Regions from separate parts of the Mus musculus genome. Here all the other regions are linked to region 2. The links are chromatin contacts, called in public HiChIP or PLAC-seq, Micro-C and promoter capture Hi-C maps. All regions are on one chromosome and are shown on one strand. Each heading gives the region's core, a stretch centred on a gene start, on an enhancer-like site or on the middle of the called end of the contact. The rest is flanking DNA. Distances are from core to core; before and after follow the strand shown. Region 1 holds the start of Ttc29 (tetratricopeptide repeat domain 29). Region 2 holds the start of Zfp827 (zinc finger protein 827). Region 3 has its middle 26 kb from the start of Gm6360. Region 4 has its middle 66 kb from the start of Gm39202. Region 5 holds the start of Anapc10 (anaphase promoting complex subunit 10). Region 6 overlaps Ttc29 (tetratricopeptide repeat domain 29). Region 7 holds the start of Otud4 (OTU domain containing 4).

Region 1 (3,592 bases), core at 983-3,482, 820 kb before region 2:
GAGGCTTTAGAGATACAAAACATATGATTCTTTCCATAGACAAAGCATTAGTAAGGAGCTGACAAGTAATATTTTCAAAAACTTTACAAATAATATGTAACAAAATGGTAAAAGAATGAAAATGGAAAATGTATTTGTTAGGGGTTAAAAATTCAAGTCAGGGGACTCAATACTAGTAATCAGAATGGTAGAAGAAGAAAACATTTTAAAAGGAAACTATTTGTAAAGTAACAGCTTACAGTTATGTAAATGTGAGGAAGGATATACAAGATGTTGACTGAAGGGTTCTTCCACAAAACCCCTGTACTCGGAGGATCAGGTATTTCAGGGAAGCCTCAGCTACGTAAGGTGGCACTGGAAAGAGCCACTGTGACTAGTTCCCCTGTCATTTACAGGTGATTGGTTTCTCTTTCAAACACGGGGTAAGGAGACAGTTTCCTTGTTTCTTATACTTGAGCAGGATCATGTGAGTTGTGGCCAATGAAATGTGAGAGAAAGCTGTTGCTTTTATTCTAAATGAAGCCTTTGAAGCCAATGAGCAATTTTCCTCCATCATCATCTCTCCACAGGCTAGGCATGCCCTGGCAGCAGTCCCTTCAGCCCAGGTCTGCTATGACAGTAGCAAAGAGTAGAACCCAAGGCTGACTTGTGACAGCACACAGCATAATTCAGAAATGGCTTTGATGTTTTAGGCAACTAAGGCTTGTGACTGTCATTGACAACATAGATCTTCTTAGTAGATCACCAACACAGGAGGGACAAGGAAATGGGTTTCCAGGGTCTCATCACTACTTCTGGGAATGGCAAATGTAAAAGGATACTTTCTAAGTACCAAAGGTGTACATTTTTATCAATGTTTGTAGGGAAAAGTCAGACAATGTCATCCCCAAAAGAACTCAGATTGCCTAGAATATTCTTTCTTCAGTGTTGCAAGGGGACACATGCAATAAAACACCGGAGTCAAAACAGGAGGCCTCAGGGAAACTTTCCTATCAGGATTGAGAGCGGGATGTCACACTGTATTGAGATCTATTATGGGAAGTGGTTAGGATGTGGTGGCATCCACTGGAGGATTAGAATTTGCATTTGAAGAGAGTTTTAACTTATCCTAAATACCCATCTTCAGAGCACAGATCAGAAGATACTCTGGATATCGTAGGTAAGTAACAGCTTTAAGTGGTCATCTGTATCTTCTCCCACTCCACTTTGAATTCTAGACAGGGAAGAGAGAATCAATTGGAGGAATTTCTGTCTTCCCTGTCAATCATTCATTTAATTAAAAATCCTGTGTGAATACATACCACATTCCTGTCCCCATGCTATTACAGGACAAGAGAAAGGAAAGACAAAAACGCACATTTAGCTGACACTTTCGGGGAAGATAGGCTCATAGTAAAGACATCTATAAGTGAAAAGAATAAAGTGAGATTAATTTTATGTGGGTAAAGATCGGCATGTCCTTAAGTCCTCAGTACTTTCAGAAGGGTCCAAGTCCCTTGAGAAAAAAAAAAAAAAAAAAAAAACTAGCTGAAGCCAGCAACATTCACTTGGAGGAAACTGTTTCCCCTTTATTTTTGTTTGAGTTTTCTTTCATTTGCAAAGATCTATCTCTAAGGAACCTCATGTTCAGCACAAGATCAGTCATAGACTTTCCAGAGAGTTAGGAACAGCAAGCGGGGAGAATAAATACAAACAAGCGAGAGAGAGAGTTTTCTAGACCTCTAACTCAGAGATCTTTACCTGTGAGATGACAGCAAATAGAACTCACAAACACTCGTGCAGAAAATCAGCAGAGAGCAGAGTCCGGGAGAGAATTCACACGGGTCAAATGGAGTTACTTTAAAGCTACAAAATGAATTCCTGAGAACAGATGAGGCTCTCCTGGTGTAGACAAGAGATGGTGCTGGCTATAGGTAGTCACAATAATCAATTGCATATTCACAAGAAATAATTGAATGCATGGAAATACTGAAAAAAGGAAACAACTCAGGGGCATTCAGAAGGCCCTTGGATTGTGGGAATTTCTCTGGCGGGTTCACTGGAGGAACCAGATCCTCTTGCAGGCCACGCCCACTCACTAACAGGCCCACTCTCCAAGCACCGCCCCCTCACTTGAAGAGTCTTGGAGCTGACCAATCCTAAAGCCCATTTTAGCCTAACTACGCCTCCATCTGGCCCGCCGAGCCCCTCTGTTTCCATGGAGACGCTTTCAGCGTCCCCTGTCTGCACCAAGCCAGGCCAACAATCTGGGATGAGAGTACCGCGCCCAGCACCCACCGCCTGCAGAAGCTTAGTCAGGGACACAGAATCACAGGCCCAGAGCTAGTTTTCTAAGGTTTGTGGGGCAAGGCTGGGGACAGGACCTGGTCAGCTCCCAGAAGAGTGGGCGGCTCTTCCTTTCCAAGAACCCCTTCTTCCATTACTTGGGCCCCAGCTTGGGTAAGAGGAGAGAAAAGGCCCTCTCCACTCATCCCCCCAAATCAATTCCCTCGCAGAAGGCGCTCTTCTTGCCCCTTGGACCTTGGTGGGCCAAGAAAAACCAAACCTCTCTAGGCACAGCAGACCTGTTCCGAGGTGGGTGGAAACAGAAGGATCAGCTGTCATTAAAAACATCTCGGGCTCACAAATGTCAGAGAAAGAACCATCCTGAACCATATTGGAGTTTCAGATGTTTGGGGTGGGGTGGGGGGCATTTTGTTGAATTAGTGATTAGTTTCCTAGTGTCTAACTGGGATGTTTTACTTTTTAGTTCATTTAAATATATGATATATGCTGGGTGCACAGTACTGCTACTTAATTATCCACTGGTGTGAGTGAGCCTTGTTTCTTGACATGAGGAGCACAGAGGAATTATTTTGCTAGGTATTTAAACATTTTTTTCTCTTTTCTTTGCTGTAGTATTTTGCTTACAGAATTTTCAGACAGGCCTCTAAGAGCCCAGAGCAATCGGTTATCTGCAAATGTAAGTTGGATAAAATGTGCCTTACCGTCTAAGGCTTTCCCTACCTGATGTTTTGATTGCATTACTACTAAATGTTAGGTGGTGGGAAATGTGTGGTTACTATTTATTTCACAACCCATCCAGCTGTCTACCACAACATGCTAGGAGTATCCAAAATTTCAAACTTATTTATGTGAGCTTGTTTTTCAATCATGTAAAAATAGTCTACTAAATGTATCCTGTGGTTCCCTTCATGTTTTTGGAGCTAAAGAATTCTTATATAAAAAGTTCTGAATCATAAGAATGACTTTGTATCATAGAGGGGGGAGATCATATTTATTTTGAATTTCTCAGTGATGCATAATCATTTCTCTGCTGGGTCTGTTGGCTCCATTTCCCTCATCTCAGCTTTCACCGTCACAGTGGCTGGACCTGGAAATGCAGTCATTAAGACTCGTCCCTCTCTGAACTGCCACTGCAGAGGACACAGTCATCTGCTCTCCTTTTGTGGATCCTGTTGGGGACATGTCAAGGGGGAGTGGGCACAAGGGTTACACTTTGAAGAGTTTCACTTGGGAGCCAGAAATGTAAACTCCCACCACGGGACACATACAGCCTGACCCAGAACTCTCAAACCTTTCTCCCCTGCTT
Region 2 (3,293 bases), core at 250-2,749:
GGTAGGAAAATATTTAACATAATAAGATGATGAGTCGATTTTTTAAACCTCAAAAGGGAAGATGTTTAAATAATGCACCTTTTTATTTTTTAGCTCTGACTCATGACATATAATGTATTCCACCAAGTTCAAAGTTTCCCCTTACAAAGAGTTTTATGAAACAGCTCTTCTTCAGACCAAATTTTTTTTTTTTTTTACTTCAATTATAGTAGCAGATTTTGGAGTTTTAAATCATTAACAACCTCCCAGTGAACTTGTATCCACATGGCTTACAGTCAGAGAGAGAGAGAGAGACCCGTTCCCTTCACTGAGTACCTTTTGTGAGGCGACGCATCCTTTTCTGTTTTCCCTCTTTATGTGTCTCTTTGAAGCAAGATGTGTGATTTCTAAAGTAATGAAAGTATATGGCTTAATGAAGACTGCTGTATGAGCTCAAACTACACACTAGAATTGCTTCAGGGTAAGGCTCAGTTACCTGTGTTCTGGGGAGGTGGGGGGGGAGGCAGGGAGTGAATCACAGAAGTCAAGATCACTGTGTGCACTGTAGGAATAGACCCGTGGCAGTTGAGTCAACCCTGGGGGGCGGGGGGTGACCTAATCTTATTTTCCCTCTTTATCAAGAACCTGTAATTTTAGTTTTGGCTGAATTTTCAAGTGTTAACTCCACCGGACCCTCTAAAATTGGGTATCCATGCCACCCATCCACTGATCCCACCCTATGCTATCTTTTCATTTTTTTTTTTTTTAAAAAAGATTTATTTCCATTAGGCTGTTTTAAGGGAGTATGTGAGAGTCTGTAACGTCCAGACTCAAGGTGATGGGGTGAGAGAGTCAGTCTTTCAGTTACAAAAGCCTGGGGAATTTTATACAGAACCAAACGTAGTTTAATACACAAAAGAAAGTGGTTAGTGCAACCTATTTCCTTAAAAAAAAATCTGTAAAATAATGTTTCAAGAGCGGGGGGGGGCACTTTTCCACCACCCCCCTTGATTGGGCGACTAGCGGGATAAATTCGAAGAAGTCCATCCCACCCCCGCACGCGCGCCCCCCATGCTTTCCAGACAGAGCAGTTGTAAATGCTAGGCTGAGTCCGCCCTGAGAGCCTTAGGGCACCTTCCTCTTTGCTGAGTGTGTGTATGTGTGTGTGTGTGTGTGTGTGTGTGTGTGTGTATGCGCGCGCGCGTGTGTCTAGCTCTCGCTCTTTCCCTCAGTCTGTGCCTCTGTGTGTGTGTGTGAGTGTGTGTGTGTGACAGAGAGAGAGCGCGAGAGGAGAGCGAGAGAGCGAGCTGCGAGCTGTGCTGCCGCCGCCGCTGCCCTTTGATCCCGACATTAGTGTTAGGGGCTCGGAGACACAGCGCGCGGCCATAGACACCGCCGCACCGGCGCTCATTTATTTATACCTCCCATCACACGCGAGCACAGGACACACACACACTCACACCTATTAGATCCGTTTCCATTGAAGAATATTACGCTCGGGGACAAGCCAGGTGCACGACCAAAAAATTAAAAAAAAAAAAAAAAAAGGAAAAAAAAAGAAAGAAAGAAAGAAAGAAAGGAAAGAAGAAAACCCCTCTTCTGGCTCCAGGAAACAAGCTTCAACCCATTGCACACACCGGAGAGAAGGGGTTTCCCCCTGCCCGCCCCCCAACTACCTCCCCGCTCCTGCCAGTGTCTGCCTGTCTGCCCCCACGGGGGTTTATTTGATCTCACATTAACCAAGGAGGAGAATGTGAGAAAAGGGGGAAAATGCCCAGGAGGAAGCAGGAGCAGCCCAAGCGCCTTCCCTCACGTAAGTCATCCCTTCTCCACCTCCTCTCGTGCCATTTTCTCGCCCTCCCTCTCCTCTTTCCCCTCCGCAGCCTCCGCCGTTGTTTTCTGCATTAGTTTAGGGTTACAGAGGTGAAACTGACAAAGACACAGCCCGGGTTACTCCTCGTTTAGGTCTATGCCGAGGCAGCCATGTTGGTGATGATCAGCCCCGTGCCCTTTCTATTCTCTCTCTCTTTTTCTTTCTTTCTCTCGACCCCCTCTTTTTTTTCCTTGGGATCGGGCTTTTCCCCCCTTTCCCTCCCCCTCCTCACTCCGGTTTGCGGGGGAGGGGGCGAGAGGAGGGAGGAGGGGAGTAGTGTGGATGCCGGGTTTTTGTCGCGGGTGGGGGGAGGTGGGAGAGGTTGCAATCTTGGAAAAAAAAAAGAAATTCCGTGTGGATCCCGGTGCACAAGGGTGCGGGGTTGGGGCGCGCGCAGGGCCGAGGCCGTGACATGGCGATTGGGGGTGTCGGGGCGAGGGCGCGCGGCCGCCCGCCGGGCTGGGGACCGGAGAGGTCGGTCTCCGGCTAAAGGTTGCGCCGGGGTGGGTCGGCCCCGGAGCCGCGGGCAGCTGGAGCTGGAGGCGGAGGTGGAGGCGGTGGCGGAGGGGAAGGCAGGGGCGGTCGAGGAGGGTGTGGGGGCGCCGGGGGGCGCGGGTGGCCGATCGGGGGGCGAGGCCGGGCAGCCGAGCGGATGTGGGGTGCGGGAGCCGCGCCGAGGCTGAGGCGAGGCAGCCAGGGCGGCGCGCGGCGCGCGAGGTCCCTGCAGAGCCGAGGGGAGGGCGGAGCAGGGCTCCCGGCCGCAATAAAATGCGGGGTCAGGCGGAGCAGACAGAGCCGGGGCGACGCGGGCTCGCAGACCCCCCTGCCCCGCCAGCCCGAGCAGAGTCCGTGACTAAAGTGCATCCCAGCCCTCCTGGCCCTAGCCACACACGCCAACTGGAGACTCGCGCCGGGCTGCGCGGCCGGGTCCCCGTCCCCTCCTCCACCCGCGCCTCGGGTCCCTCCGCGCCGCCCTCCCGCTTTTCTTTGCGAGACTCTTAACTTTTCCCCCACTCCCTCTCGGGCTCCCCCCTCGTCCCCCCACAAGCTCTCCGCTCGGAGTGTTCCGAGATGCTGCTGAAGCTAAAAGTGAAGGAGAAAGAAGCAACTAAAAATATCCCCCCCGGGGCCGCCGGGCTCCTTGAATGCAGGGGAGAGGGGGCAGGGGAGAAGGCGTGGGGCGGGGTGGCGGGAGGAGGGGACGCGGGAGGCGCCGGAGGGAGGGGTCGGGGGAGACGGAGGGTCAGTTTCTCCTCTTCCCCCCTCCCGCCCCCCCCCTGCTCAGCTCCCCTCTCCGGGGCGGCTTGGCGCTGCTCGGAGCCCGATCCTGCAAAACCCGGGCTGGGGGCGGGAGCGGAGCCGGAGCGCCTGCCCGCGCGGGTGTCAGGCCGACGTGGTCGGTCACCTGAAGTTCACGGAGGGTGGGGGAAGGGTTAAGGTT
Region 3 (3,274 bases), core at 320-2,819, 930 kb before region 2:
CTGGGTGTATTCCCAGAGGACTTCCATATACAAGATGGCATTTGGAAGAACACAGAAGGTGGCAGATCAGAATTCATACCCAGCAGTGGTTTCCACAGCAAAACCAGATTTTCTAACAGGAAAAACAAAAACAAAACAAACAAACAACTACTCTTTTTTTCCCTGAATAACCATAAAGAAAGTTCTTGTGTTCTTATTATGTAAAGATTACATAACACATATCCACCTAATTGAAGTTTATTTTCATTTTGTTTATGAGCATCTGCTTGGGGAAGACCCTGTGGTGGACTAGGGAATTCAGGCAAGCAGCAGAATGTCTCTGCCCTTGATCTACCGGCTGTGGTGGTGAGCAGTGCACAGGTAGACCAGGGTGCAGTTAGCATGTGAAAAACTTTCCGGAGCCTTAACGGAGGTGCTCAGAGAAGAGTGAAAGAGCTGAGCTGTAAAGCATGCAGCGTGATAAAAATGAGATCGTGCGTGAATAGGACAGCCCCGCTACACACGCTTTACATGGGCAGACTCTCATCTCGTTTTAAAGCAACCCTGCAAAGTTGTTTTATTCCTTTCCTCATTTTCAAGTGAGAAAACTCGGAATTCAACAGAGTTGGCAAAGCTGTGAGACCTAGAGTCAGTGTCCAATCCAGAACAAAGCATTCTCGAGTTGCACAGCCAGGATCGCTGCCCGGCGGGGTTCCTTTGCGTTGCTCCTGAGCCAAATAATAACGGAAGGCATGGGAAAATTGAATGTTTGCTTCTCAAAAACTTGTCATAGTAACTATTACACTACGTGCAGTAGATAATAGGAGTATGGAGATATCACCTTGGTTTGATAATTTTAAGCAGGGAAGTCTGAAGGAAAATAAGGAGCGAGGAAGATCGCTATGGCAGCAGAAAGGCTCTCGGAAACCTGGCGCATCCTCTGTCCTGTGTAGAGCTGTAGTTTTGAACATCTTTGGGTACCCAATTAAGGAAGCAGTGTATTACCAAAAGGGATGCTGAAGTACTATGTTCATCCAAGCTCAACTTATGGGTTTCATATAACCAGCATCATATTCTATATAGGAGCCTGGAGGATTTTTTTTTGTTTGTATGTTTGTTTGTGTTTTGATTTCTTAAGCTTTAGCCAGATGAGCCCCTGAAGGGGTGTGGCTTTCAATGAGAATCTCAGAGTAAGTCACACTTTTCCTGTTGAGTAAATTCTCAGTAAAGCTGCCAAATGAAATTCTAGCCCTAGAGAAAACCATTAAGCTTAAGACACTTCCCGAGGAGAGAAAAAATATTCTTGAGGCAAAGGAATGCTTTATTAGAAATCTCCCATAGTGTTTTACAAAAGATCCTGACATTAACACGTTACCTGGAGGGCTCTGAGCCAGGGCCCATACTCGTTAGTTTTCTATTGATGTTGTTTCTGACTAGGATTCCCTTCTACATTTCCTTGCTTGTTTGCCTTAGAAGCCCTGCATTGATATGCGTGTTTACATCAGACAAATGGGGAAGCTACTCTCCAGCCCAGGGGAAGAAAGAAAGATACAGGGGACAAAGCAGAGTGTTGCTAGGGGAGGGTGCCAGCAGCTGCGGTTCCTTCCCATTGCTTATGCAGTAATGTGTACTAATGAGCTCCTCAAAGTCCCTCCTCCTGAGTGGGCGTTTCCATCTCCTAAGAATCAGATATCTCTATTTTCTTTGGTACTTTTGTAAGGGCCCATGATTCACTGAAGAATGGTACTCTGAGCTCAAATAGTATGAAACACAGTGTTTTACTCTGCACAAGTCCAGCATGCTGTGCTCTCCCACTACCAAGATAGAGAGACACCCAAGTGAGCTTGCAGGCCTGACTTAAAGCACATTAGGGATGTTCCGGGAGGGTGACCTCTATGTTAATCTGTCGGGTCCGCCTCTACTGACATTCCATTACCGGGGTGTGGGGGCTGGGAACCTGCTGAGGAGGTGTGGAAACTGTTGCTGAGGAAGTAACTGAGGAAGTCTGGAAACTGCTGCTGACCCATTGTCCTTGCCTCAGGCCAGGTGGCAGGCAGCTTCTGAGGCCTGGATTTGCCTGGACTTGCCAAGTTCTTGTAGACAGAGATTTAGGCCTAGTCTCCTTAACTGCCGATTTGAAGCCTGTCATGGAATCAGCCCAGCCTTCTCTCTTTAATAATCATATTTGTTAGTTTCAAATTACAGTAAATTGGATGGTGGGTACCTTCTAAACCATTAACCTTCCAAATTCTAAATTCTAAGGCCTAGATATGCTGTTAGCTGACTGTGTTGGGAAGAGTTAGAATGAGAACATTTTCGGATGAGCTCACTGGCTTAAAGTATCCACTTTTCTCAATCACCTTGTACTTCAAGCAGAATCCATGATTTATAATTTTTAAAATTAGGTCAAGAGGGAAAATGAATTTCAGTAACATAGAAGCCAGGGTGAAGTGGAGTGCCTAAGGCAGACATCTGCCTGTGTTAGGCACATGTCTGCGTGGCTTGTTTTAGTGTTTTAAATATGGACTATGTTGAAGTTGTAGCAACTTCATCTTTGGAACACTGCCCCACACACTCCCTCTACTGACACACCGTGTACAAACACTGCTTCTGGGCGTGTGAGATGGAATTTCCCCAGAGGCCCACAAAGCATTTAATGAAGTGTGAAGCACAAACATTTCATTACAACATATTGTGTACTTTTGCCTTTAATAACTACATTCTTCATCCAAGAAGTCTCAATAGCTTTCAAAAATGAATTACAGTGGTATTATTTCCCCCAGAATATAGTTTTTCCGTGACGGCAACGGCACTTTCCTAAACTATTGTATTTATTAGCAACCTGTTGCCCTTCGACACCGGGGCCATTTTCATCGACCCTGATCGAGTGCGTATCACTTAAACTTCCTTTAGAAATTATTAAAATAATTTTGTGTTATTGGATTCTCTTGCCTTAACAGTAGGCAATCAGCTCTGAGAATGATGTACTCGAAGGGAAAATGTGAGCGGGGCCTTTAGTTTAGTGAACAGTTAGACTCGCCAATGTAAGGCCCAGCATTTAATGGGGGGATTTTGTGAAGCGAGCAAGTGTTCCCCTGGATTGGGTACTGCAGAGGCACCTGAGCCCCGCATTGTTTTGTTTGATCATTCCACATTTTGATGGAGTCCAGGTAAACCATCTCCTCCTGCCTTCACTCTCTGAGGCCTTATGAGCTGTTTTGACCACATAAGGAGACTTATTAAGAAAGAAGCCACAAGCTAGTGGCTCCAAGCTTCTGCTAGTTATCAGAAGTTA
Region 4 (3,138 bases), core at 614-3,113, 880 kb before region 2:
AAAATCAATCTGATTTGTCTGTCCCTCATAAGGGCCCTCTCCTAAAAGCATGTTGCTATCCCAGTCTGAGTTACCAGCCTGAGCGTTAGAAGCAGCAGTTTTTTTACTGGCGTCTCGCCATTCAGAATCCCAAAGCAAAAAATCTCCTCCTGACAGGGTAGCCTTAGAAAGAGTCTTCCAATCTAAAGGGGTTAAGTGTGACTCCACAACTGTGTCCAGTAATGCTTGAGTGAACGGGGCTGAAGGGCCATATTGCACAACAGCCGCCTTTAACTCTTTTATCAACTTGAAATCTAAGGTCTGGTAATGTCTGCCCCTAGTATCTTGTTGATCAACTACCTCGACCACCGGAAAGGCTAGCGTATTAGACATATTCTGTCCTTTCCCACGAGCCTGACTCACAACCTTTTCTAGCGGCACCTGGTGAACTACAGAAGAGTTACTCTTCTCCGCTTCTGACATCTTTTTTAGTTCCCGAAGCTCATTAGTCAGCCTCTGAAGCTTAATCTCAAACTCTAACTCGCTTAGTCGTGTGTCCCTATGAGTGGCACCTCCCGAAGTGGGGACTACAGGTGGAGCGGGAGATTCACAAGAGGACCAATTCTCATTAAGGTAATGGGCAGCTCCTCTATCTGAGTGATTTTTGTTAAAAATCAGTTTTTCATCCGAGTTTCCACATTTATCAATTTTTGAGTTAAGAAGATCTTTTTCTGAGGAGGCCCTCTCTGACAGGCACTCCTCCTGAGATACCACAAGCTCCGCCTGGGGGCAACTTAGCCCTGGGGAAGTGGCATCTTTTATTGCATCATTTACGAGCGCCCAGAGGCCTAGGGTAAAATTATCTGCCTGAGTGATTTTTAAGGCCTCACCAACTTTCTCCCAGGTTCCACAATCTAGTGTTTCTTCTTCCTTGAACCATGGGCAACAGCTATCTATCTTACCTAAAAAATTTTTTACTAATTGTACTTCGAGCCTTACTCCTCTGGCCTGAAACAACTCCTGAAAACTATTGGCAACCGCCTGATCCATGACTTTAAACCCTTTCTTCTTCCACCTAAGCAGCTTCCTAAAAAGCTGCGGCTAACCTGCCTGTTTCCGTTTCTAGTTCCGATTAACACGCTGCTGACCCAAGCAGAACCAGCGTTGGGTTAGCACTGATTCAAGCTTAATTCGTATCCTACCGCATCCTTAGCAACACTTTACAAAACTGAAATTTTAAGCTAGCGCTAGCATGTGTACCTGTCCGTTGCTCCGATGTCCGATACGAAGATCCTTTCCTGTGGAGCTCCAATGCAGCGTTCCTCTTAGCATCTCTCTGCCATTCTTCAGGTCCCAGTTCCGGCGCCAAAATGTTGCGGCCGCCAGCAGCTCGCAACGTGAACGGTTCGACTGAGAAGGCCGCTCGAGCTGTAAGAGAGGAATCTAGACGGGGCAAAAGAAGAAACGGAGCTAAGGCAATTTTATACTGATCAAAGCTCAAATTTTATTGTTGCGACACCAGTTATGAAGGAAGGGGGAGGGGACCCGATTCCCGCCGAATAATCTCTGGTCTAGTAGAAAGGTGCACGGGTGTGGCTCCGCAGGTTCCAGCAGTGGGCGTGGCAGAACGAATGAGCAGGAAGCTCCACCCCGAGCAAGCAGGTTTCAGGCTGGGGGAGGGGAGACTACAACGTAGGTAACATGTTAGCGTGTCTTTGTATTGTCTCCCTGTACCCCCTTAGGTTAAGCCCACCTTCTGTGAGATTCCCAGTACCAGCAATGCCTATGTGGCCTCCCAAGCCCAGCTGACTGTCTACCACAGTGCTAGAGATCTGGAGCACTAGTGTGTCTTAAAGGCACATGTCCTCAAATGAAAGGCAGCTCCAAGGGTGCACGTCACTGGGGACTATGCTTTTGTCTAATGGGTGTCTCCTCTCTGAGCCTGCAGTCTTATAGAAAAATAACAGTGTAACTGGGAGGGAGCCGTCATCAGACCACCTGTCAGCCCAGTTTTGTGAAACCAACAAAGACAACAAAAGCAAACAGAAGCAGCTGCTGTCTGAGGACATTCACCCCTGGAGACTGGTGCCTCCTCCTGCCTACTGGGGAGCCACAGGAACCACTCCAGCTGAACGCATTTTTTATTTTCCACCTAAAATGATTGTATTTGCATATGTCTATAATCTTAGCCATGTCTACAAAAGTAACAAGCAGAAAATGACCTCCTGGTTATACCGTGGTCTAGCTGGGCACCCAATGATATTACTGGGTATGCAGGAACCTTTTTTAGTGAGCATTTCTCATATGACTCTGTGACTTAACATTTTTACATAATTTCCCAAAACTATCTAGCAACCAGTTTTGTGTTACTTGCATTTACAGCCAATTTGTTGTAAAAACAAAATGCCCAAGGCTTTATAAAGAGAAAAGATTTGCTTACTCCCCACTTTTAGAGGCTCAAAGTACAAACCATTGGTTCGGCTTCTGATGAGTGTAGCAGATGGTATAAGTCACAGCAGGGAAACACTAGGACCAAATAGTCATACCTCATAGGCACACCTCAAACCAGAGGAAGACAGAGAAGCTCAAGTTCTCCAGTCAGTGCTCTTAGAGGGCCCACCTCCAGTGAACTAAATGCCTCCCCCATATTGGGGTTGGGTCAGTCCTTTAAAACATGGACCTTCAAAGGCTGCTCACACCCAAACCACAGCGCATGACATTCCATTGTCAGCAACAAAAACACAACTTCAATGGATATTTACAGGAAAACAGGTATGTGATGCAACTGCCTTTTGCTTCTCTGTCATTTCAACATTACAATGGTTCAATGCAGCCTAGCTGCTCCACACACCAGTGGGTGCAAGGTCACACCTACTTGTGACACCCCAATCACACTATTCTCATTCTCCCTCATTTAGAGAGCCAGTGTCTTTTCCAGTTCCCCGTCTGGTCTGTGAAACTCTCCCTGCCCTCACCATCTCCTCCATGTTACTGCAGGTTCAGCCACTGCCAGTTGTTTTGTTTCTCTGGTCCTCCTTTCCCTGTCCTTAAACTGAGTAATCTCAGGCAGTGACTGCTGCTCTCCCAGGACCAACTTTTTCCCAAGTCAAGTGCACCCCATATCTGTCCCCACCCTTCAGTGACAGGGAGAGTTGAGCT
Region 5 (3,375 bases), core at 337-2,836, 680 kb after region 2:
AGAAATATACTAGAGGTGGCTAATTAAATTGATTTAAATAATAAAATAAATTATTTTACATTTAAGAAAAAGAAATATAGATTCTTTGGATAACGGTTACATAGGTAAACATAATTTGTGCAACCTCCCGATTTCCAAGAATTATGGAAATGGAGTTAGTTCCCTTCTTTCCAATAGAAAGACACCTGAAGAGGAATTATTACAGGAAAAACTTTTAGGAATACAAAAAGATCTGAAAACACTTAGAATGTTTTTCTGAAACATATTTTTGTCTTTGTTGTTTCATTTATAGAGGTGAGCTAAGCAGTGCTATGAAAAGATAAAACCTTAAATACATTTTGGTTCAAAAATATTTAAGCTTTTTGATTATAGTGAATACATTATCAACTGACAGACACAGGGTGACTACTTTCAGCATACAGGACCATAGGCTACAATACAAATGTTACTCTAACTCCGTAGTTTGTAGTCCCTTGGAAGAAAGGGCAAAGCAATAAAAGCTTTTTGACAGCTATTCCTTAGTTACCATTTTTACCATCAAAATAGAGAAAATACTTATGTAGCTCTTGAGGTTCAGAAATTCACCTTTGACCATCATTTATTTGCAACACATACTAAATACCTACAATGTATTAAGCCTAGAAAGGATATTTAAAGGCATTTTGAAGACAGCATCCCTGATGTCAAGAAGCCGAAGAGGTAATAAACAAGAGATTAAGTCACTAATGGGAAGAGGACAGGGTGCTACAAAGTGCTTCTCGGAAGTCCTAAAGACAGGCACTCAACTCGGAAACTCACTTGGTCTACTAACCGCAGTCCCAACTGAGAACACGTCGCTCTATGAGAAAGATAGAACGTTTGCCTATCATTTCCATAAAGTCTGGGACTGGACTAGGAGCACTGGACTTCATGGCGGCAAGATGCTATGAGTCAGTCCACAATTATTAAAAAAAAAAAAAAAGGATTACTTCTTACAACCAAATGCCAACATAGCCGTCTGACTGTGAGGGGAAGCTTGGGGGATCTGCTGGGTGCGGAGCGTCCTCCACAGAAGGGTTAGCTTGAGGGTGGGAGCGGGGGTGGGGGGAAGGGGCAGTGGAGGGTGGCGAGCAGAGGCTATGGCATCTGCGACCGTTCTCGTGGCAGCGGGCCGTGTCTGGAATACAGACGCCCTGAGGCCGGGATGGCCGAACGGACGCGCGCGGAACGCTCCGGCGTCCCAGATGTGCAGCTGGAGCCGGTTGCCACGCGCTACGGTCTCCGCTACTGAGGCCTAACTTACAGGCGTTCCGACTGTGTCCCTAAGAGTCTTCCCAAGGTGGCAGCCGGCCGCCTAACACCAAACCTCTCCCGCGAATTCTCGTACCTGGAGACAGCGGGCCCCTTACAGCGGGGCGTGCAGTAGCCAAAGCAGCGCTAGCCGTCAGGTCTTAGCACACAGCGTGTTCTTACCGCCACCGGCAAAGATGGCGGTGCACAGCCGCCGCCTCGCGCAAGGCATGAGGGCATAGTGCGCGTGCGCGACAGAGCGCAGAGTCGGCGCCCTGGAGGGAGTGATGACGTTGGTGACGTCATTGCGCCGCGACGCCAATGAACTGAGGGAGCCTAGAATCGTCGAGCCGCAGTGGGAGTGGCGGGGGCCTGAGAACCGGAATTGTGGCGAATCAGGTGTGTAAGACAGCGGCTCTCCCTCGGTTTAGAGAACTGTGTGCTAGCGGGCGCAGGTAGAGCCCTTCTCCCTAGTCTCGGCGGCGTTAGGCTTGCTGTCTCCTCAGGCTTTGTGGGCCTTGCTAATCCGGTAAGACGGAGGTGGTAGGCAGGATCCCAAGTCTAATTCTCAGCTCCTTCAGTATTACTGTTTAAGGCCAGGAACCCATTTCTTCCCTAGCGTTTTGTCTCATCTACTTGGCTGTTCTTTGAATTTTGTTCCCGTGTCGAGATGGGCCGCCCCTCTCCCCCTACATCTCCAATGGCATGGTATTCATGTTTTAACGGAATGTATGTCTCTGTGATTATGTAAATTATAAATTATTATTGTTTGTGCGGTGGTTATAAGGATAGTTTGGAATCCAAAGGGACGTGTCAAGGTGGTGGTCTATAGTTATGTTAGCCTTGTAGCAGAACTTTATGGAATTTATTATAAGTATAATTTACAATAGTGTAAAGTAGCCATAAAAGTCACCGAAACAATTTAACATGGTTTTCACTCTCCAAGAAGTTTTTTTTTCATACTTTTCATAGATTTACTAGGATTAACAAAAGGTAAGGAGGATGAAGGAAATATGAGTGATTATTTTGCCATTGAAATTTTACTTTATTTTTTTTTTTTGATATATTTCTGTAGACAGAGTATTGATAGCTTATTTCTTTGCCGTCAGTGAAATTAGCCAGTTTAAGCCAGATTAGAGTATATTAAATGCAGGTTTATTGGGAAGCTGATCTTAGATGGGCGAGTTCACTAGCCCCAAGGACGAAGGCCAGGGAAATCTCCATGGGGAAGCGGGGGGGGGGGGGGGGGGTAGGAAAGAGAGAAGGGGTTGAGTGCACGCAGAGAAAGAAGTGGAAAACAGGAAGAGAGACCAAAACGTCTGGTTTATATAGGGAGAAACCTCTGGGGGAAGGGCAGCCCAGCCCTTGGGCTGGAAAGTTCAAGGTTCCAGGCAGGATATCCAGATAGGGACTGAGGGATGCTGGGAGAACCTGGAAGCCAGGTCCTGCTTTGGTATTTAAAATATGCATCTCATTCCCTGGTCCCGGGTCTGAAACCAAACAGGTATCTCTGTGTAGTCCTGGAGCTCACTGTGGTCGACCAGGTTGACCTGGAACTCAGATTCTTGTGCTTCTGCAGCCTTTGCCTCCCTGAGTACTAGGATTACAGATATGTGCCACAACGCTGGGCACTGAAATTCTGTTTTTATATTTTTGCAGAAGGATTGTCATGGCATGGTAGAATGTATATTGCTTGTCTCTCTATAGAATAATTTAAAAATGACCACACCGAACAAGACACCTCCTGGTGCTGATCCTAAGCAGTTGGAGAGGACAGCAACAGTCAGGGAAATTGGGTCTCAGGCTGTTTGGTCACTCTCTTCCTGCAAACCAGGTAAGCAAAACAAAACCCCAGACTATGATAATCATTATTTACAATCAATCTTCTCTTCTCTTCTCTTCTCTTCTCTTCTCTTCTCTTCTCTTCTCTGAGACATGGTTTCTCTGTGTAGCCCTGGCTATCCTGGAACTTGCTCTGTATACCAGGTTGGCCTTAAATTCAGAACCTCTGCCTCTCGAGTGCCGGGATTAAAGGATAGCCTACTTAGAGTTTTCTTCTGCACTAGACTACCTTTAATGTACTTTTTGTGCAGATACTTCAATTTT
Region 6 (3,159 bases), core at 110-2,609, 790 kb before region 2:
CCCCGCCCACACACACACAAGCATGGTGTTCTGGGTGACTGACTTTTTTGCCTGTCCTGGAGTTGGTGCCACAGCCCTCTTCATGGATTCAGTTGTATGTGGTGCCCCTCTTTGTTCCAAATGCTTTTCTTGCATATTGCTGTTTAGTAGGGATTTTAAAATTGTCACTGGGTCTTCAGTGAGGATTGCACCAAATTCCAATGTTATTCTCCAGTGTACTGCAAAACGTGAAGGGGGTTTTCCCATGTGTTTTTAATAGGTACATATTGCCAACAAAAAGTTTCCTCAGTTTCTACGTTTCTTAGACATTATGGGCTTTTAACATTTTAAAATAATTTTCTAATTTTTTCTGAGGTGATCATAAAGTTTGCTAAGATGATAATAAAATTACTAAATTTTCTAAAATTGGACTATATCCCTCAATTCTGGGGTAAAACCTACTTACATGGTGTAGCTTTGATTTGTTCTCTCTCTCTCTCTCTCTCTCTCTCTCTCTCTCTCTGTGTGTGTGTGTGTGTGTGTGTGTGTGTGTGTTTGTATGTATGTGTACATTTTCATCTAAATCATAGGGTTAACCTGTAATCTTTCTTTTCCTGCCCTACAATTTTATAGAAAACATTGGGAGGTTTAAATCAGATAATTATATGCCAAGCGTTGCGATCAGCATCTGTACATGAAAGACTATGGCTGTTGCTGTAATTAGGGCTGTGCGGCTGCTGTGCACAGCTGCATCTGCTTTTGTGCTCCTGCCTCATTCTTGATAAGGTTCGAAGCGACTTCTCTGTCTTTTATATAAGTAGCTGTTTGTTTTGTGAGATGCCCCCCACCTCCTTCTATTTTATTATCTTTCAGTTTACCCTTGATGTGTTCTCTTCTGCTCTGTCTTTGGTCTAATTTCATTGTGTCTGTTTCGTTATTTCTTTCTGTCACCCTGAGTTGGAAGTGCCTTCCTCGCTCGCTCGGAACGGCTGCTCCCTGTTTTCACAACACTCCTGTGGGAAGCTTCCTTCTGACCTGAGGACGCTTGCTTCTCAGGGATGTGATGTTTGGGCATCTTTAAAACCCCAAATATGTCAAGAGTCCATAAAAGGCTTCACTTTGAAGCAATGAATAAATTAGAGATTTGTTTATGCATTTGCAGACGAATGGTTTTTGTGTGTGCTTGCTCTCTGCTGCTTTCATTCAGTGGAAATGAGGGTTTGAGGAGGGAACCTTGGCTCAGATGATACACCGTGCATGATATAAGCTCATGAAATTTCCAGTGTAGCTAGTACAGCCAACTTTTATAAAAACAGTCTTGTACGTTTTAGAAATTAATCCATGTTGTACATTAATTTGCTGAACAGTTGGCAGACATAGCTTTTGGGATCCAGTCACCAGCTTGCTTGAGTCTGTTATTCCCTTCAGCCGGGTATGTGTTAGCCATGTAATTTTTCTTTTACTGTATCTGTAAGTTTCTGAGAGAAAATTCATTTCAATCACTTTGTCTTCATTGTCCTGTTGATTCTCTACATGTTGAAGCCGTTGCATCTGGTGCATTTTTTTCTGCCTGCCGTATTTCTCAGTGATCCATCCATTTATAGACCTCTGAGCCTTCTGCTCTTCTGATTGTTTTTCTGCTTGAATTCTGTTCTGTGTGCTGTTGATCGTGCTGCGAAGGCTGCCTGCTCGCCTCCTGTTAGCATTTTCAGTGTTGTTCAGGAACTAGAAAGAGACAACGCACTCCCTGCCTGCTCTCTATTTTATGTACAATTTTTTTTAAGTTTGAATTCAACATTGTTTTGTATTCTCAAAAATACCTTCTCCTTGTTTTACAACACTCTTGCTAATTACAAAACTTGATTTTAAATATTGTTAGTCCTGACTAGTAATTTTCTAGATATTCATGATAGCTGCCATAAGGTCAACATGCTATTTATGGCAAGTTATCTCTCCCAGACTCTGTCTTGGCAGAGGGTCAGAATGATCAGTGTCTGTGCTTTTCATTATTGCGCTTCTCACCGCTTTCTGGAAGTTTGATCCCTCATGCACGGGGCCTGCGAGGAGCATTCATCTATCTCTCTCTCTCTCTCTCTCTCTCTCTTTCTCTCTCTCCCTCTCTCTCTCTCTCTCTCTCTCTCTCTCTCTCTCTGTGTGTGTGTGTGTGTGTGTGTGTGTGTGATACTCATCTCTTTATAATGATAATCAAAGAAGGTTTACTCCAAATGCCTTATAACTCTGTCCTTAAGTCTGACAAGGGAAAGCACACCCTGAACTTACCTTTCATGTGGAAGAAAGTTAAAGGATGCTAATGAAAACTGTGTCATTGGTGAGGCAGTCACCTTAGAACCACAAAAATCAGTTCTGGAGTTGCCCTTGAGCATTGAGATGTAACCTGTCTTTTTACTCAATTTACCATAGGTTTGGTTTTTTTTTTTTCCATCTAAAAAATACAAAATGACAGTGGTAAAATGAGCCTACGCTCGTAATGAACTTAATTTTTCAAAAGGAAAAGGAAGAAGTAGGTTTAGCAGAGCCCCTGGGAAAGGGGACAGAGAGGCGGCTGAGGGAGCGAGGAGGTTCTGAAGAGGTGAGGTCTTGTTCAGTTTTCACAGCAAATGTCATCACCTCACTGAAGAAATGTCACACTATAAAAAAAATCAAAATGCAAGTTTTTCTATTTATTTTCATACTAAAGAGCATGAATAATGTTTGGCTGTCATTTTTTAAATTATGTACTTTTTCCTTTTGTGTTTTAAGGGTGTCACATTTCTCCTAAGTACTTGTCAACCGAAGAGCCTCATGTACATGTTTCCTGTCATCATTTTAATGCTTTTAAGTAATCCTAAGAAGTGTATGTTTGAGTGTGTGCATGACTGGGAGTGCATGTGCTAGTGTATGTGCGTGTGTTTAGAGGCAAAAACACAAGAACAGAAAGCTGGAAACCATAGGTGCAAAGAATCAACTGCTTTTCCTTTTACAGAGAAGCCTCTTCATGTAGTTGTTTTATGTGAGAGATTTCAAAAAAAAAAGATGTAGAAAAAGTTCTAATCAACTTCTGTACATTATGTAGAACTTCATTTTCTAAACTCTGCAAAAGAAAGTTTCATATTTAATGGGAAGTCATGAATTATTCCATTCATCATCCACTTCCTCCTTTCAAAGGCGCGATCTGGATAA
Region 7 (3,318 bases), core at 533-3,032, 610 kb after region 2:
CCCATAATTTCTTATTGAAGGAATATCAAAACCAGTATCAGAAGGCATTGCCTTCTCTGTGCACACACAGTCTGTTAATTGATCATATAGTACCTACTCACTTTAGGAAATGTATTTAAAGCACAAGTTTAGATATTAGTAAAAGAAACTATAGGTCTACAAGGTTGAATTCATTTTGGACCTGGGGAAGCACAGCTGGTAGAATGCTTGTTTAGCATGCATGAAGCTGAGTTTCATTCCCAGTGCCACACAGAACAGGATGTGGTGGCATACCAGTGATCTTAGTATTTGGGGAGGGTGGCAGGAGGCAAGATGGCCAGGAATTCCAGGTCATCTTTGGCTATATGGCAAGTTCAAAGCCTGACTGGGGTATATGGAGTATGCCTCTTAAACTAAGTCAAACAAAAAACAAAACCCTGGATTTCTCAAAGTGTTTCCCCTGTACAAGTAAACATTTTAAATTTGGGTCAAGGATTTTTAAAAAAAAAATTATTTAGCTTGCGATATATTTTCTAAAAATAGCACATTTATAGGAATATTTAAATATTAATAGCTTACATTTTAAGTAACGTGTTGCAATCCTACCACCTGGCATGTCTTGGCACCATTCCCAAGAATGCCTACACCTTTAAACCTAAGGTAATTTACCACTTTTCTTTTTCCAACACAACGTCAAGACCGAAGTTCTAATAAATTTAAATGATACGAGATGCTATTGTATGCTAGTAAAATAAAATTCTGACGTCCCAAGAGGTTAAGTTCCGGATTCGCAAACCCAATTGGACTGCTCAGGTCGGATTCCCCGTAGCGTTATCACCGAATTAAAAAAAAAAAAAAAAAAAAAAAAAAGAAGTAATTTCTTCTAACAGGGACAGCTCTTTGTGTGGCAGAGCGCAGCTGCTGTGACAGAATGAGCAGGCATGCCCTTGGCAAAGCCAGATCTTGTCAGAGTGTGAGCTGTCCCAATTTCAATCAACTGTCAACGCTTCATTGAGGGTCAAAATGGCTTAGGCTGGCGGCTCCAAGGGCCTCGGGTGAGGTGCCCGGTTTTCTGCTCTAAGCGTTTAGCCACCCCTAAGAAAACGCTAGGAGGGGAGGCCCTGAGTGGGGTGCGGACAGGTGCGTCCTCTGGAACTACACAAAGGGCCGGCGGCACCGCCACTGAGCCCCTAGCAACTGCACGCAAGCTGCGCTCGCGCGCTTTCCGCCGCCCCACGGCGCTCAGGGCGGGAGGCTCGCCGGGAGGGCGGGGCAGCGCGCGCAGGTCAGCGGCGTAAGCGACAGACACCCTCGGGCCTGCTCGCGGACGCGGCCTGGGAAGCGCGAAGGCAGTTCTAGGTTCGGCACCGCTAGCATTGTAGGGATTTGTAGTCCGCGAGCCCGTGGGGCACCTCCCCTCCGGGTAGGCCGACCCAGGCGTCCCCGCCCTCTGCACGAGGACTTCCTGCCGCGGCTTAAACTACAACTCCCGTCGTCCGCTGCGCCGAGGGCTGAAAGCGAAAACAAATTCTAGGCTGCGAGGTTGCTGCCCTCCGCCCGGCGCCCCTTCCCGCTCCCCGCCCCTCAGGCGCCCTCCGGCGAGGTGGGGAGACGAGCGGCCGTGGCTTTCTCTCCGCGTTTCCTCGGTTCTCGGCGTGGGGTGCGTGCGGGAGACGCAGGCCTCGCTTAATCTCAGCCGGGCGCGCCGCCGGGGCTTTTCTCGCCTCACACCGGTCGAGACCCGGAAACTTGTGGGGGCGGCGACCCCCGGGCTGCCCGCGGGCGCGTGTCCCTCCGCGGAGGCGGCCGCGTGCGGATGGCCATGCACTAGGCTGGGCTCACCTATGCTCCGGGAGAGCGCCGGCCACCGCCTCGGGCCGCTGCCGCCACCGCCTCTTCCTGCCGCCGCTCGCCGTGTCCGCGTCGGAGCCGGAGCCCGAGCCGCAGCCTGCCCCAGGCCCGGGCGTCGAGCAGCCGGCGGCGCGGCCATGTGGGGCTAGTTCGCCCCGCGCACGCTGCAGCGGACCGGCAACATGGAGGCAGCCGTCGGCGCGCCCGACGGCGTGGACCAGGGCGGCGTGGGGCCGCTGGAGGATGAGACGCCCATGGACGCCTATCTGCGCAAACTGGGCTTGTATCGGAAATTGGTCGCCAAGGACGGGTCGTGCTTGTTCCGGGCTGTGGCCGAGCAGGTAAAGGACCCGGGCCGGAGCCGGGCGGGCGCGGGGCTGGGTGCGACATGCCGCCCGCAGCTGCCTGGCCGCCCACGGCGGGGCTGCGCGTGGCTCGCTGTCGTCACAGCGGCCCATTGTAACGCCGGCACGGGACCGAGTGAGGACATCTCGGGCGGCCTGCTCGCAGCCTGACCGCCAGGGACCCAGCGACATGCTGTTTTTGAGTTGTGTTCCGCGTTCACCTGCGCTCAGTTTTTAGCAGCCGAGTGTTCCCACTAGTTAACCTCATGTTTACTGGAGGAGGTGCGGCACTCAGTGTGACTGCTTCACATTTTTTTTTTCCTGTTGCTGGACTTTGGAATGCGGGGTAGTCGGTCTCACCGGTGTCACTCGAAACAGGCGGCCAACTTTGCTGTTTAAGGAAAGCAGTCTTCCTGTATAGGGTCTTCCCAGTGACTTAATCTTGAGTAGGTCCCATACTATACTATGTTGGAATCAGGCAAGAATTTACTCTTCTAAAGGCCTTTAAGTAATAGGATGGATTTTCAGTATAGGCACATGTCGGGTTTTTTTTTTTGTTTCCGTTTTTTGTTTTGTTTTCCTTATTGGTCAAAAATTATTCCCAGTACAGATCGAACATTTTACCAAAGAGAAGTGAGTTAGAACTCAGGAGTGGGACGAGTTCCAGGGAAGAATACTCAAGGCTTTTCTTTTTTGAGAGCGAGCCCTTTTCCCCATGTTATGTAATCAGATGTAGGTGTGGGGTCACCAAAACCCATCCTATATTTGAAGACTAGCTGCTAAAGTAGTTGGATTAAAAAAGTTTCACATTACTGCTCCAGTTTGTATTTCATACCATTTACAGTTTGCTTTCCTTTGGCTTAATCTGGAGTTTTTATGGTTTTGTCCCCTCCCGCCCGCCCCCTTTTGTGAGCTAACTAGCTTTTAAGATTTCTGTTTTAGAATCACCAGGCTATGTATTTTTCAGAGTATGTAAATATGGAACACTTTGCACTTATGACAGGTATGTCCATTGAAACATTCTTTGATGCTTCCCAAACCATCCTACCATTTGATATCTCTTATTTTCAGAAATGTAGGAAGCTCCAGTGTGGGTGCTGTTTCCAGCCCAGTCTTTACTGTTACATAGGTAAACAGTCTGCTC

The links. Promoter capture Hi-C pulls out the DNA fragments that hold promoters and counts their contacts. A called contact is a pair of places that touch in the nucleus more often than the background predicts. HiChIP or PLAC-seq counts read pairs in DNA pulled down with a chosen protein or histone mark. Capture Hi-C pulls out chosen DNA fragments and counts their contacts.
Region 1: a contact with region 2 is called in an H3K4me3 HiChIP or PLAC-seq map of embryonic limb bud, with 3 times the contacts expected there. The contact joins the promoter of Ttc29 here to the promoter of Zfp827 in region 2. A contact is called at or near these places in 2 of 39 promoter capture datasets (cranial neural crest and embryonic stem cells), 1 of 484 Hi-C or Micro-C datasets (embryonic stem cells), 4 of 115 datasets of contacts at active chromatin or transcription factors (astrocytes, embryonic limb bud, embryonic stem cells and 1 more) and 1 of 9 other capture datasets (adipose tissue).
Region 3: a contact with region 2 is called in an H3K4me3 HiChIP or PLAC-seq map of embryonic stem cells, with 5 times the contacts expected there. The contact joins the enhancer-like site here to the promoter of Zfp827 in region 2. A contact is called at or near these places in 8 of 115 datasets of contacts at active chromatin or transcription factors (astrocytes, cardiomyocytes, differentiating embryonic stem cells and 2 more).
Region 4: a contact with region 2 is called in a Micro-C map of embryonic stem cells, with 5 times the contacts expected there. The contact joins the enhancer-like site here to the promoter of Zfp827 in region 2. A contact is called at or near these places in 1 of 484 Hi-C or Micro-C datasets (embryonic stem cells) and 3 of 115 datasets of contacts at active chromatin or transcription factors (craniofacial prominence, embryonic stem cells and stem cell-derived neural progenitor cells).
Region 5: a contact with region 2 is called in a promoter capture Hi-C map of liver, with 2.4 times the contacts expected there. The contact joins the promoter of Anapc10 here to the promoter of Zfp827 in region 2. A contact is called at or near these places in 2 of 39 promoter capture datasets (cranial neural crest and maxillary cranial neural crest), 5 of 484 Hi-C or Micro-C datasets (Sertoli cells, embryonic stem cells, muscle stem cells and 1 more) and 2 of 9 other capture datasets (adipose tissue and liver).
Region 6: a promoter capture Hi-C map of hippocampal neurons shows a contact between it and region 2, with 5 times the contacts expected there. The contact joins the enhancer-like site here to the promoter of Zfp827 in region 2. A contact is called at or near these places in 6 of 39 promoter capture datasets (the 3T3-L1 cell line, cranial neural crest, frontonasal cranial neural crest and 2 more), 4 of 484 Hi-C or Micro-C datasets (adipose-derived mesenchymal stem cells, cortical neurons, cumulus cells and 1 more) and 11 of 115 datasets of contacts at active chromatin or transcription factors (the NIH/3T3 cell line, astrocytes, cardiomyocytes and 7 more).
Region 7: a contact with region 2 is called in a Micro-C map of embryonic stem cells, with 9 times the contacts expected there. The contact joins the promoter of Otud4 here to the promoter of Zfp827 in region 2. A contact is called at or near these places in 2 of 39 promoter capture datasets (hippocampal neurons and neural stem cells), 9 of 484 Hi-C or Micro-C datasets (CD4 T cells, CD8 T cells, bone marrow-derived macrophages and 4 more), 16 of 115 datasets of contacts at active chromatin or transcription factors (CD8 T cells, astrocytes, bone marrow-derived macrophages and 11 more) and 2 of 9 other capture datasets (adipose tissue and liver).

Annotation. Positions count from the first base shown.
Region 1 is chr8:78,211,110-78,214,701 of GRCm38.p6, forward strand. Ttc29 (tetratricopeptide repeat domain 29) reads left to right here and starts at 2,233. Exons shown (of 14, transcript NM_183096.3): 1 at 2,233-2,439; 2 at 2,899-2,962. It overlaps Gm39202 (a long non-coding RNA gene), which reads right to left and starts at 2,184. Exons shown (of 3, transcript XR_878950.3): 1 at 1,741-2,184.
Region 2 is chr8:79,026,938-79,030,230 of GRCm38.p6, forward strand. Zfp827 (zinc finger protein 827) reads left to right here and starts at 1,500. Exons shown (of 15, transcript NM_178267.3): 1 at 1,500-1,792. The coding sequence starts at 1,750.
Region 3 is chr8:78,096,717-78,099,990 of GRCm38.p6, forward strand. No RefSeq gene overlaps it. Among named protein-coding and RNA genes, the nearest start is that of Gm6360, 26 kb to the left of the region's middle. Within about 2 kb of position 1,570, at least 34 of the 459 cell types and tissues checked have an H3K27ac peak or open chromatin away from gene starts, as enhancers often do. A contact at or near this core is called in differentiating embryonic stem cells and embryonic stem cells, where this site is marked.
Region 4 is chr8:78,145,563-78,148,700 of GRCm38.p6, forward strand. No RefSeq gene overlaps it. Among named protein-coding and RNA genes, the nearest start is that of Gm39202, 66 kb to the right of the region's middle. Within about 2 kb of position 1,864, at least 19 of the 459 cell types and tissues checked have an H3K27ac peak or open chromatin away from gene starts, as enhancers often do. A contact at or near this core is called in embryonic stem cells, where this site is marked.
Region 5 is chr8:79,710,177-79,713,551 of GRCm38.p6, forward strand. It overlaps Anapc10 (anaphase promoting complex subunit 10), which reads left to right and starts at 1,587. Exons shown (of 5, transcript NM_001357234.1): 1 at 1,587-1,668; 2 at 2,977-3,103. The coding sequence starts at 2,989. Abce1 (ATP-binding cassette, sub-family E (OABP), member 1) reads right to left here and starts at 1,564. Exons shown (of 18, transcript NM_015751.2): 1 at 1,367-1,564.
Region 6 is chr8:78,232,367-78,235,525 of GRCm38.p6, forward strand. The region is part of intron 5 of Ttc29 (tetratricopeptide repeat domain 29); the gene reads left to right. Among named protein-coding and RNA genes, the nearest start is that of Ttc29, 21 kb to the left of the region's middle. Within about 2 kb of position 1,360, at least 7 of the 459 cell types and tissues checked have an H3K27ac peak or open chromatin away from gene starts, as enhancers often do. A contact at or near this core is called in hippocampal neurons, where this site is marked.
Region 7 is chr8:79,637,894-79,641,211 of GRCm38.p6, forward strand. Otud4 (OTU domain containing 4) reads left to right here and starts at 1,783. Exons shown (of 21, transcript NM_001256033.1): 1 at 1,783-2,171. The coding sequence starts at 2,013. It overlaps Gm51579, which reads right to left and starts at 2,012. Exons shown (of 1, transcript XM_030243905.1): 1 at 1-2,012. The coding sequence starts at 1,969. The coding sequence ends at 1,460.